Linked DNA regions of Rattus norvegicus: region 2 is linked to region 1. The links are chromatin contacts, called in public Hi-C maps. All regions are on one chromosome and are shown on one strand. Each heading gives the region's core, a stretch centred on a gene start, on an enhancer-like site or on the middle of the called end of the contact. The rest is flanking DNA. Distances are from core to core; before and after follow the strand shown. Region 1 holds the start of Bbs10 (Bardet-Biedl syndrome 10). Region 2 holds the start of Nap1l1 (nucleosome assembly protein 1-like 1).

Region 1 (5,380 bases), core at 838-3,337:
TACAGGTTTGATGGCATAAGATGAGCCACACATGAGACTGTAGACTATTTTGAATTATGTTAAATATAAATAAAGAAAATATTCATGTTTATATCCAATTTTCCAATTTGACCCAGTGGAAGGAACCTTTCATAATTCAATAAGTTTACATTTCAACTTCTTTCTTATTTGACTAAATATAAAAAGAGATTCTTTAAAATGTATAACCTGCCACCACTGTATAATTTGATTTCATTTTGTTATATAGTATGGGTTTAGTATATTCCAATTTTTGTTACAATTAAAGTACTATTTTGTTAGTTTTTAATTGAAGATGGACTGTTAACATCATATAGGACCAGTGTCTTATTAATAAGATGAACATACTTAGTGAGGGCCACAGGAAAACCGTGACAAAATGAATGTGACTACATGAAGTATGTAGAAAAATCAGCCTCTTTATTTATCATAAAAATTATTTTAATGTCATAATATTGAAATTCTTTATTTGAAAAAAAAGTCATGAACCATTTGAATGATGAGCCACATAACTTCAGTTGAATTCATTTCCACTTTGGGCATGGTAAATATGCGTTCAATTTTAAATACTTCAGTTACTGGGTTTATAAACCCAAGCACTAGCACTGGTCAGTTTTGTATGATAGGATATAAGTATGTTGTCATCTGCAGTGTAAATATAGCACACTGTTGAATTCTCTTAAGGTGCATAGTAAATGTATAGATAGTCACAGGCGGTTTTGTAATGTATACATTTCTAATCTATTATTCCTAACCTGTTATGTTTGCAGAGAGAAAAGAATTTTTCTAATAATCTGTAAAATTATGTTAACTTCTACAAGTAGGTATTCTAAATAAACTTTTTTTAAAAGAGCAATCTGTGATCGAGTGACTCTTGATATAATGTATTAATGCATAATGTACTAAATTCATCCTCTTACTTTTTTTTAATTTTGTGTGTGTGTGTGTGTGTGTGTGTGTGTGTGTGTGTGTGTGTGTGTGTGTGAAAAAGATGGGTACAGGCCTGACACGGATTGTGACAGTATCCCTAATGTATGTTTTACTTGGTACTTCATATTCTTTTTTAAAAATAAGTGGAAATTATACCTATTTCATACATTAAAAATGAGGCTCAGCATATTTAAATGACCCCAAAAACTACACAAGGCAGTCTTTTTCAGGTAAAAGCCCTTCTGAATCATGACTACATAGTGCACTGAAGTAGAACCTTGATTGTACTGTTTAAATGTTTGAAATAACCCACTATTTCAGTCTAAAGCCCAGCGCTGAATGCAACAAGTTAAAAAACACTGAAATGCTGTTTTGCCCATATTGAGTGAGCCTCAGATAAGCCCCAGGAAAGCTTTACTCTTGATTTTGTCTTCCTTTCTCCCCATTTTAACTTGCTCCTCAGAATCCACTTGCTACTTCTAGAAATAATGGCAATGTGGAATAAGGAAACGTCATTAAACATCATTGAGTATCTACAAGATCACTTTCCTGCCAACACTGACAGTTCCTGGATGTAATGGATGACTGAAAGAAGCACAGCTATGAACCCAGCACTCATCCTCTCCCTGAAGCCTCTGTGTTTCCATACCTGAAACGTTTCTGCTTTGGGATTGTATGCAATACATGAGGTTAATGTGTTGAATCTTACAATGTGAATAAAGGGCAAACATCTACTTCTGCTAAAGTGGTTGAACTAGGTGGGGTTTCTTCCAAACCTGGATGCAGACAAGGTAGCACACCCCAGCGGAAGACACAAGCCTAGAAATGGCCATGTCCAAGTTCTCCGTGTCTGTCCTGCACCCTAAAACCGTTTGCGTGAAGGCAAGGAGAGCAAATGATACGGCAGGGACACTAGAGAAGTAAGCCCGAGATGGGGGCGGTACCCATGCCCTTCACCCGAGCCCTTCCTTCTTAGACCTAGCCGTGTAGTGGCCAGAGACGCCTGCGGGCCGGGCCGTGAGCCAGGAAGGTAGACACTAAAGGACTGTGGCTGGCGGGCTCCACCCTACCTATTGGGCTCTTCCTCCAAGCGCTACTGCACTTCCGCCTTTCTCTACGCCTCTTCCGTTTCCGCCCTCCATCGGTCCTGACCTTCTAAAGAAGTATTTACCCACAGCTCCGTTTCCATGGCGTCCCAGGGGTCTGTGACAGCGGCACTGCGGGTGGCTGAGGTGCTGGAAACCATCGCGAACCGCTGCGTGGGGCCCGAGGGCGGCCTGGTGTTGTGTACGAAGCCCACCGGCGAGGTGCTGCTTAGCAGGGATGGAGGTTGCCTCCTGGAGGCGCTGCACTTAGAGCATCCCTTAGCCAGGTACCTCGCTTCCCCTGTAGTCCGTTCGGCGCGCATCTCCCTCAACCTCCCATCAGATCCCTGAGGTCATGGACCTGTATAAAAACGGTCTTAATACTGGATAAAACTAGTGTGGAGGTCGGATCTGAGCGCTGCCCAAATTACTAATCCGGGGCCCAAACCTCCTCACCTACCTAGAGCACTTCTCACTCTTTTCCCGTCTCTGATATCTTAGAATAAAGTAGTTAAAATAAAGGAAAAATAAAGCTGAGGCTGGACGTCAAAAAGACAATCTGCCTGTCTGTACCTGTGAAAATACGGGTTTAACTTAGCACCAACACAGAAAATCTGAGTTATTTTTTTTCCCTTCCTATACAGGATGATAGTGGCGTGTGTTTCCAGTCACCTTAAAAAAACAGGAGATGGTGCTAAAACATTTATTATTTTTCTTTGCCATTTACTCAGAGGACTTCATGCAATCGGAGAAAAAGAAAAAGACTCATTCACTTCTGAAGATATTCAGAGCCATGAAAGGCATTGGAAAAACTGCTGCCAGTGGAAATCTATTTCCCGGGCTCTGCTAAGGTTTCAGACACAAACGTTAGGTTGTATTGTAGACCAACATTTAAGCAGGCACTACCTCTCTGCCTTTTCTTCATCTGCTGAAGGAAGAACACTGTGCAGGCGCTCTCTGGAGTTGCTCCTGGAACCATACTTTTGTGGAAGAGTGGGAAGAAACAACCACAGATTCATTTCACAGTTGATGTGTGACTACGTTTTCAAGTGTATGGCTTGTGAAAGTGGGATTGAAGTATTTGAGTTTTTGGACAACTGTTTTGTGGAGTTGAATGTTGGCGTGACAGGCCTTCCTGTTTCAGAGTCTAGAATTGTGGATGGCCTTGTGCTTCCCAGAGACTTTTCTGTGTACTGCCCAGCAGATGGTGGCATTAGGATGGTGATAGTAACCGAAATCCTCCAGCCTCTGTTTTCATCGTCTAGCTCGGAATTTGTTCTCGACTCAGAAACACAGTTTCAGGCATCTCAGAGTTGGATCATGGACAGGACAAAAACCGTAATGAACCACCTGCGTAGTCATAATGTAAAACTGCTCCTGTCCAGTGTGAAGCAACCAGACCTAGTTACTTATTGTGCAAGACTAAATAGCATCTCAGTGGTGGAGTGTTTATCATCTGAGGAAGTTTCTCTCGTCCAGAGGATCACCGGTCTTTCTCCTTGTGTCCTACCAGAGCTCGCTTCACAGTGTCACATTGCTGACAGTGCTTTGGTGAGGTTTTGTAAACCCCTCATCGTTAGGTCCGGAAGGTATGCTCATCTCGGCTTGGTTAGCACGTGTGCATTCGTACCTCACTGTGTAGTCCTTTGTGGACCAGTTCTGGGTCTTGTTCAACAGCATGAGAGTGCTTTCCATGGAGCCTTTAAGATGCTTCGGCAGCTGTTCACTGACCTCGATCTAAATTGCATGATACAGACCAAAGAGCGACGTAACCCGAGCCCTCTTGCTGACAGCAGTAACAGAGAGAGCAGTCACTCACCCAAAACTGGTAAGTATCAGGACGTAGTAGCAAAGAACAAAGATAAACTGGAAACTCAAACACGTTTAGAAGTATATCCACGTCTGGGGGCTTCGGATACAGAATTGATAACATGTAAGCTGTGGTCAGCACACAAGGAGACATCAATAGATCCATCCCAAACAAATGAAATACCGAAGCGCTTATCTCCAGAAAAAAGTAGGATAGTTGATAACTGTGAAGTGTTCCTTGAAAATAATCCCACTGGAAATCCTACAGCAGAAGACACTAGGACAGAAATGTCTTTCAAACATTTACAGGTCGCAGATAATCCTGGAGAAGGGTACACATTGCCAGTGACATACAAGTCCCCAGATACCTGTCCTTCCCAGGCTCACTGTTCATCAGCTGTACCAGCAGGCTGTGTTCTGCCCGTGGGTGGACATTTTGAGATTTTGATGCATTTCTACCTTCTCAACTACGCCAAGCAATGCCGGCAATCAGACGACGCTGTCATCAGCATGTTAATAGCTAATGCTCTTCTAGGTGTCCCTAAAATCCTTTATAAGCCCAAGAAGGGAAAAGACAGTTTCCCACACATATACACTCGGGCTCTCCGTGCACTGCAAACCAGGCAACCCATAGTAAGTGGTCAGTCAGGCTTCGAGTCAGTAGCTGGTAAGTACCAATTACTAACTTCAGTTCTTCAGTGTTTGATGAAAATATTAACCATTGATTTAATAATCAACGTCAAGAGACAGCCTCAGAAAACTGGTGACCAAGAATCAGAAGACGAACTTTAACACTCAGGTTTTTTTTGTTGTTGTTTTTTGTTGTTGTTGTTGTTGTTGTTGATGTTGTTGCTCGAACTTTCAGTCTATGGCCAGGGAGATGGCCCAGTGAGCAAAAGCATTTAATGCCAAACCTGACTACCTGGGGTCAACACCCAGGGTGGAAGGAGAGGATGAAGGAAAAATGTATTCATCTCAAGGTAAATATTAAAACAGGCTTCTGGCTGGCTTTGGAGCCAATCCTGTCCTTAAATACATTGAGTCCAGCAGACCATTCAGACACAGAGATCAGCTCTGTGGAACAAAACCTGGCTAAATATCTCTCCTTCCTGTCTCGGGTCTCTGCTAGTCTCTGTGTAAGGAAGGTTGTGTCTATATTTCCCCTTTCTGTATCTTTTTTTCCACTTCATTTCCTTGAACTTTCTGTCTGTCATAGAGCCAGGTAATCTCCTGACTATGTAAAGCAGTAAATAAAAGTCAAATTTCCCTTGTAAAAGCGTATGAACTCGTTTTCCTCTGGGGGTGTTATTTGGTTTACCTCTATTTCTATTGAAAACAACTGGTTCGGGACCGGGAAGATGGTTCAGCAAGCAATCCGTTAGCCCATGCAGGCCTGACAACCTGAATTTGAAGGAGAACCTACTCCACAAAGCTGTTCTCTGGGTTCCACTCGTGCACTGAGCAGACGCATGCGCGCACACACGCAAAACACACACACATACACACACAGAGAGAGAGAGAGAGAGAGAGAGAGAGAG
Region 2 (5,087 bases), core at 1,973-4,472, 180 kb after region 1:
CATGCCTAACTGAAACAACGGGAGGAAGAAGGATTTATTGTGGCTCAGAGTTTGAGTGTGTGATCTGTCTCTCATGTTGGGGACAGCATGGGGACAGCGTGGGGACAGCATGGTGGCACTGACCATACTGCATCTAGTCAAGAGCTAAATAAAAGGCAGCTCATGTTGACACTCTGCTTGCGTTCTCTTTTCTATTCAGGTCGAGACAGCCTGTGCACTGATGCCACCAACACAAAAGGGGGACTTCCCACTTCAATGAGCACAAGTTAGAGACTTCCTCACAGGCACAGCCAGGCTTTTCTTCTCGGTCCTGTCATGTTGACACAAGCTGCCACACAGCTCATCTCATGATGCCTACCTAGGCTTGAGTGTTATCCTAAACGTGAACTCTATACCTTGGCAAACAGGAGGTGATCATTTGAACAGTTCTAGATTCGATCCTAGATTCCCCATATGACCTTAAACAACTTGACTCATGCTAATTACAGACATTTTGATGTTTCAGGGAAATTAATACTTAGATGTCTCAGGATCTTTCCTTTAAAAAAAAAACACCTGAAGATTCCAAAAGCTTTGTTTAGCTTTACAATAGGGTCTCGCTACGAAGCCAGGCTGGAGTAAAGTTCAAAATCCTCCTGTGGGGTTGGGGATTTAGCTCAGTGGTAGAGCGCTTGCCCAGCAAGCGCAAGGCCCTGGGTTCGGTCCTCAGCTCCGAAAAAACAAAACAAAACAAAACAAAACAACAAAAAAAAACAACAACAAAATCCTCCTGTGTTTATCTCCAGAGTTCTGGTTTAACTGGTGTGTGTGACACCGCACCCAGAGAACTTTATGTGCATTATTCCATATGGCTGCCATTTTGCCAAGAACACTGTGGGTCTTAATGTCACAAAGCATTCTTCTCTCTTGAGATTGTTTTCAGTGTGGATCCTGTAGTCTCACCCTAGGTCTTCTTCCACACGGGAAGTACTCACACTGCAGGGTAGAACTGGTTGCTTGCACACCTGTCTCTCTGGAAGGGAATTCTTAAAGCCACAGAACTACATCCATGCAGTTAACTGGAGAGACTCTGTTTAGGCTCTGATGCTGGGTTACCTGCACAGGGAGTCTGGCTTTGCCTCCAATGGACTGTGCCCTGAGACAGGACTTTGATCAGTGTGAACTCACCGTTTGTTCATCCACTTTATGGATATAATAAGAATACACCATTTTTCAGTCCCAAAGACTCACCTCTGAAGCACCCAAACAAGGGAGCACACTGAAGCATATATAGAGAGCTAGAAAAATAGTCTAACTGTACTAAGGTTCGAGAGTACCAAAGGAAAAAGTTCGAGCCCATGGTGCGTAGCACCAAGCCTGATGACCTCAGTTAGACCCCTGGGACAACGTAGCAGGAGACAGCTGACACCAAGTTGTCCTCCTGCCTGGACACTAACATACTTAGTGGGTGAGCATACACTCAAGGGTACACACATACCATAATAAATGAGTTTGTTTTTTGTTGGTGTTTTTTTTGTTTTGTTTTGTTTTGTTTTTGTTCTGTTTTAGGATTTTGGTAAACGGCTTCATGCATTGGTTAATGTTCCTGAGGACAACTAATAGGATTACAGGCACTTTGAAGTTTCAAGGAAATTAATATTTAGATGTCCTAGGACCTTTCCTTTTTTTTAGAAAACAAACAAAAACAAAAAACCAAAAGAAGCCTGAAGATTCCCAAAGCTTTGTTTAGCTTTAAGATAGTGTCTCCCTATGTAGGCAGGCCACACTAGAATTCAAAATCCTCTGGTATTTATCTGAAGAGTTCTGGCTTAACTACTGGTGTGTGACACACCACACTCCTCTTTCCCCCAGAGAACTTTGTGTGCATTCCAGATACTGATAGTTATCTTGTTGGAAATTAACAGTGACTTTTTTTTTTTTTTGCTATAGAGCCTTAAGTATTCCATGCTGTCCTGGAACCTATGTCTATGAACCTAAATTACTTATCCTTGTGCCTCCAGCTCTGTAGGGCTGCAACTCCAGCAAGTGAGGCCATTCGTGGGTTATGTGATGCCACGGTTTGAACCTGGGGGCTTCATGCATCTTAGGCAGGCGCTCTTTACCAAGTGAGCTGCATCCAAAAACCTCAGAGTAGTTATTCTTTCCCTAAAATAAGAATAGCACGCAGCCTTTTATATGCACATATTACTTTTTACCAAGTTCTTCCATGCCCGATTTCACAACAGATAACCAGATTCTCCTGTCTGTCTGTTTTTATTTCCAATGTTGCCCTATCCTACGATGTGTAATGTGTCTGAAAGACTCCAGTGTAGGCTTGTGGGAGAATGGGAATGTAAAACGTAGACAGCGCCTTAGTATTATAGACAGATTAACCTTCCACCATAAAGGGTATGTGGAAGGCCAGACCACACTTGGAGCATAGCTGTCTTATTTGTAGATCTCTGCGTTGTGGCACATACCCAAAGACTTAAAATTCAATACCTGCCTGGGCTTCACAGTGTGGTCCTGCTTAACAAAACAAAACCCCAAAGCACCAAAGACAAAAGGTTTAACAGAACAGGTGATTCGAAGTCAACTGAAAAATAGCTGCAAGATTTCATAAGCTTAAGGGTTGGTTAACTTTTTTCAGGAAGATGAAAAATTGACGCGCTGATCATTTCCATTACAAAGCTGTAAGAATACGCAAAATAGTTCTTTGCTTCCATTCAAATGAGCTAACGCAGAAACGAAGGGTTGCATATCAAGTAAACATGATGTGGAACACCCTGAAAGTTGTAGAGACACCGCTGCAGTGGTCACAAGGAAAGAGCTGTGGTTCTTAGCCAGGGTGGGAAAATGGTTTCAGAGAGGAGGGAGAAAGGAGTGCGGGGATTAGGCCTGGATGCGGATGGGAATCCCAGCCAGGCAACTGCAAGCCTAATACTAGGCTTCTGTCCCTAACCCAAGGGCAAGGAGAGCCAGAGGCGGGACGTAAGCGTCGCTGCAGTGAGATTGGGATTCCACCCTAGCTGGGAGGGAAGAAGAGGTGGGGAGCAGAAGACCGCCTCTGGCGGGAAGCCTAAGGAGCCGGGGAAGAAAGACGGCTCTGTTACCAGGCAACAAGGCCCAGGCCCGCCTCCCGCTCCCGTTGCTAAGCAACGCCGAGGCCAGGGGGAGGGCGGCGGAGCAGCCCTACGTGCTGACGCTAATTGTATATGAGCGCGAGCCGCGGGCTCTCGGGTCTTTTTTAGCGCCATCTGCTCGCGGCGCCGCCTCCCGCTCCTCCCGCCGCCGCCGCCGCCGCCGCCGCCGCCGCCGCCGCCGCCGCCCTGAGTCACTGCCTGCGCAGCTCCGGCCGCTCGGCTCCGCGTCCGAGCCTCCTGGAACGGTAACGGCTGGGACTGGGATGGCCGGGGAGCGGGGCCTGCGAGGTGTTGGGCTGAGGCCGTGGGTAAGCGCTCCCGAGGGGCAGTGCGGCCTGAGGGACCCGGAGGAGCGCCGGCGGCTGCGGGGCGCGCGGGACGGCGAGGCCGCGGGAGAGCGGAGGAGGAGGCCACGCCGCGGGGCGCCCCGGCCTCCTCGGCCTCGGTGTACCCCACCACGAGGGGATCCCGGCGAGGCAGGCCGCGGGGATGGGGGACATGGAAGGAACGGTGGCCGCGAGTTCCGCCCGCAGGGAGGGGCTGCGCAGGCCGCGGCCTCCGCGCGGAGGAGCTCGGGCACGTGGGGACCACGCCACAGGCGGCCGGAGACCCCTGCGGGGGCCCACCCGACCTCCCTTGGAGTTGGAGGAGGGGTCGCCAGGAGTACCAGCCCCCCAGACGGTCTCACTGGCTCCCTCGGTCTTCCTGGAGGAAAATGTGCTAGCGGATGGGAGGATGGAGGGACGAGCAGCCTCCACCGCCAGGGTTCTAAGGGGTTAACACGTGCAAAGCGTTCAGCTTAGCTATTTTTTTTTTTTAACAAAAGAATTGTTTTGTGTCTCACAGGTACAGTTAGAACTTCGATGGGTCCCGCGGCCGGGGTATATTTGTGGAAAGATTTGATCCTAGTCTCCTTAAACCTCCAGATGGTTCTGAGACGAAAATGAGAAGGGCTGGCTTGTTGGGGGGGGGGTGGTTTATTAGACCAACAGCGTAGTTCTTCCTTTCAGGAAGCCCCCAGGATTCAAACTAGGAATGGAGTGGAAGGGCCGCGAGACCAAGCTCAGTGCGCCACATTTCTATAAAGCTCTCTGGAGTGGCTTTGAAGAGAGGGTGGAGACGGGTCCTGTCTGGAGGGCAGGACTTCTCAGATTCAAAGGATGCCTCAGGCACCCAGGCTGTCTCCTGACTCCCAACACTTCTAATTTCAGGAGAGCCAACATAAAGTTTGCTAATTTTGAAAGTAGATGCCATCAAAACATCTTTTCAAACTTAATATCCAAAGAATACTTTGAGTTAGGGGAGTACCTAAAATTTAATTTATTTTAAAACTACAAGTAAGCGTGGGGGGGTGTTAGTGGTCTTGGGGAATTCTTATTTCTCAAACTTGTTTTCTGTTGAAGCATACATCCCAGATCTAAACTGTACGACTACTTTAATTCTAAGTCTGGATTGGAGGGATTTAATTTAGCATTAGTAAGGACTTAGACATCTGTCATAAAATCTTGACTTAATACATGTTCTTTTCAAGTCAGCGTTTAGATTATTAAATAGAAGTTAAAGACCCGTGACATCAGCAAGAAAAGTTTTGTTAGACTTATCTGTTGCAAAAAATCTGTTCTTTTTTTGTTTTTATCTTTGGCCCTATAATTGACAATACTTTAATACTGATTGTGGCACCTCACTTGTCCTTTCATCAGATTAAAAATAACACTCTTGGCAAAGCCAATGTGTCTAAAATTCTATAGTTTATCTCCTTATTTCCTTGCTTGTGTTGGCTTCAGGTGACCTAAACCAATAAATACTGGAAAGGGACTAAAAAAGAATTTGATGATGTCAAAATACATTGCTTATTTTGTTCAGTTAAAGTTCTCAAAGGATTAAAGAATCTTATTTTATAGGAATACGTGTGATCATTCTAAAACTAAGCCTTTTCTGATCTGTATCTCATACCATGAGCAGATA

The links. A called contact is a pair of places that touch in the nucleus more often than the background predicts.
Region 2: a contact with region 1 is called in a Hi-C map of the A7r5 cell line, with 6 times the contacts expected there. The contact joins the promoter of Nap1l1 here to the promoter of Bbs10 in region 1. A contact is called at or near these places in 8 of 12 Hi-C or Micro-C datasets (the A7r5 cell line, the Rat2 cell line, Schwann cells and 5 more) and 1 of 1 datasets of contacts at active chromatin or transcription factors (oligodendrocytes).

Annotation. Positions count from the first base shown.
Region 1 is chr7:48,635,278-48,640,657 of GRCr8, forward strand. Bbs10 (Bardet-Biedl syndrome 10) reads left to right here and starts at 2,088. Exons shown (of 2, transcript NM_001109286.1): 1 at 2,088-2,320; 2 at 2,678-5,111. The coding sequence starts at 2,136. The coding sequence ends at 4,634. Osbpl8 (oxysterol binding protein-like 8) reads left to right here. Exons shown (of 24, transcript NM_001309455.2): 24 at 1-874.
Region 2 is chr7:48,816,327-48,821,413 of GRCr8, forward strand. Nap1l1 (nucleosome assembly protein 1-like 1) reads left to right here and starts at 3,223. Exons shown (of 15, transcript NM_053561.2): 1 at 3,223-3,367.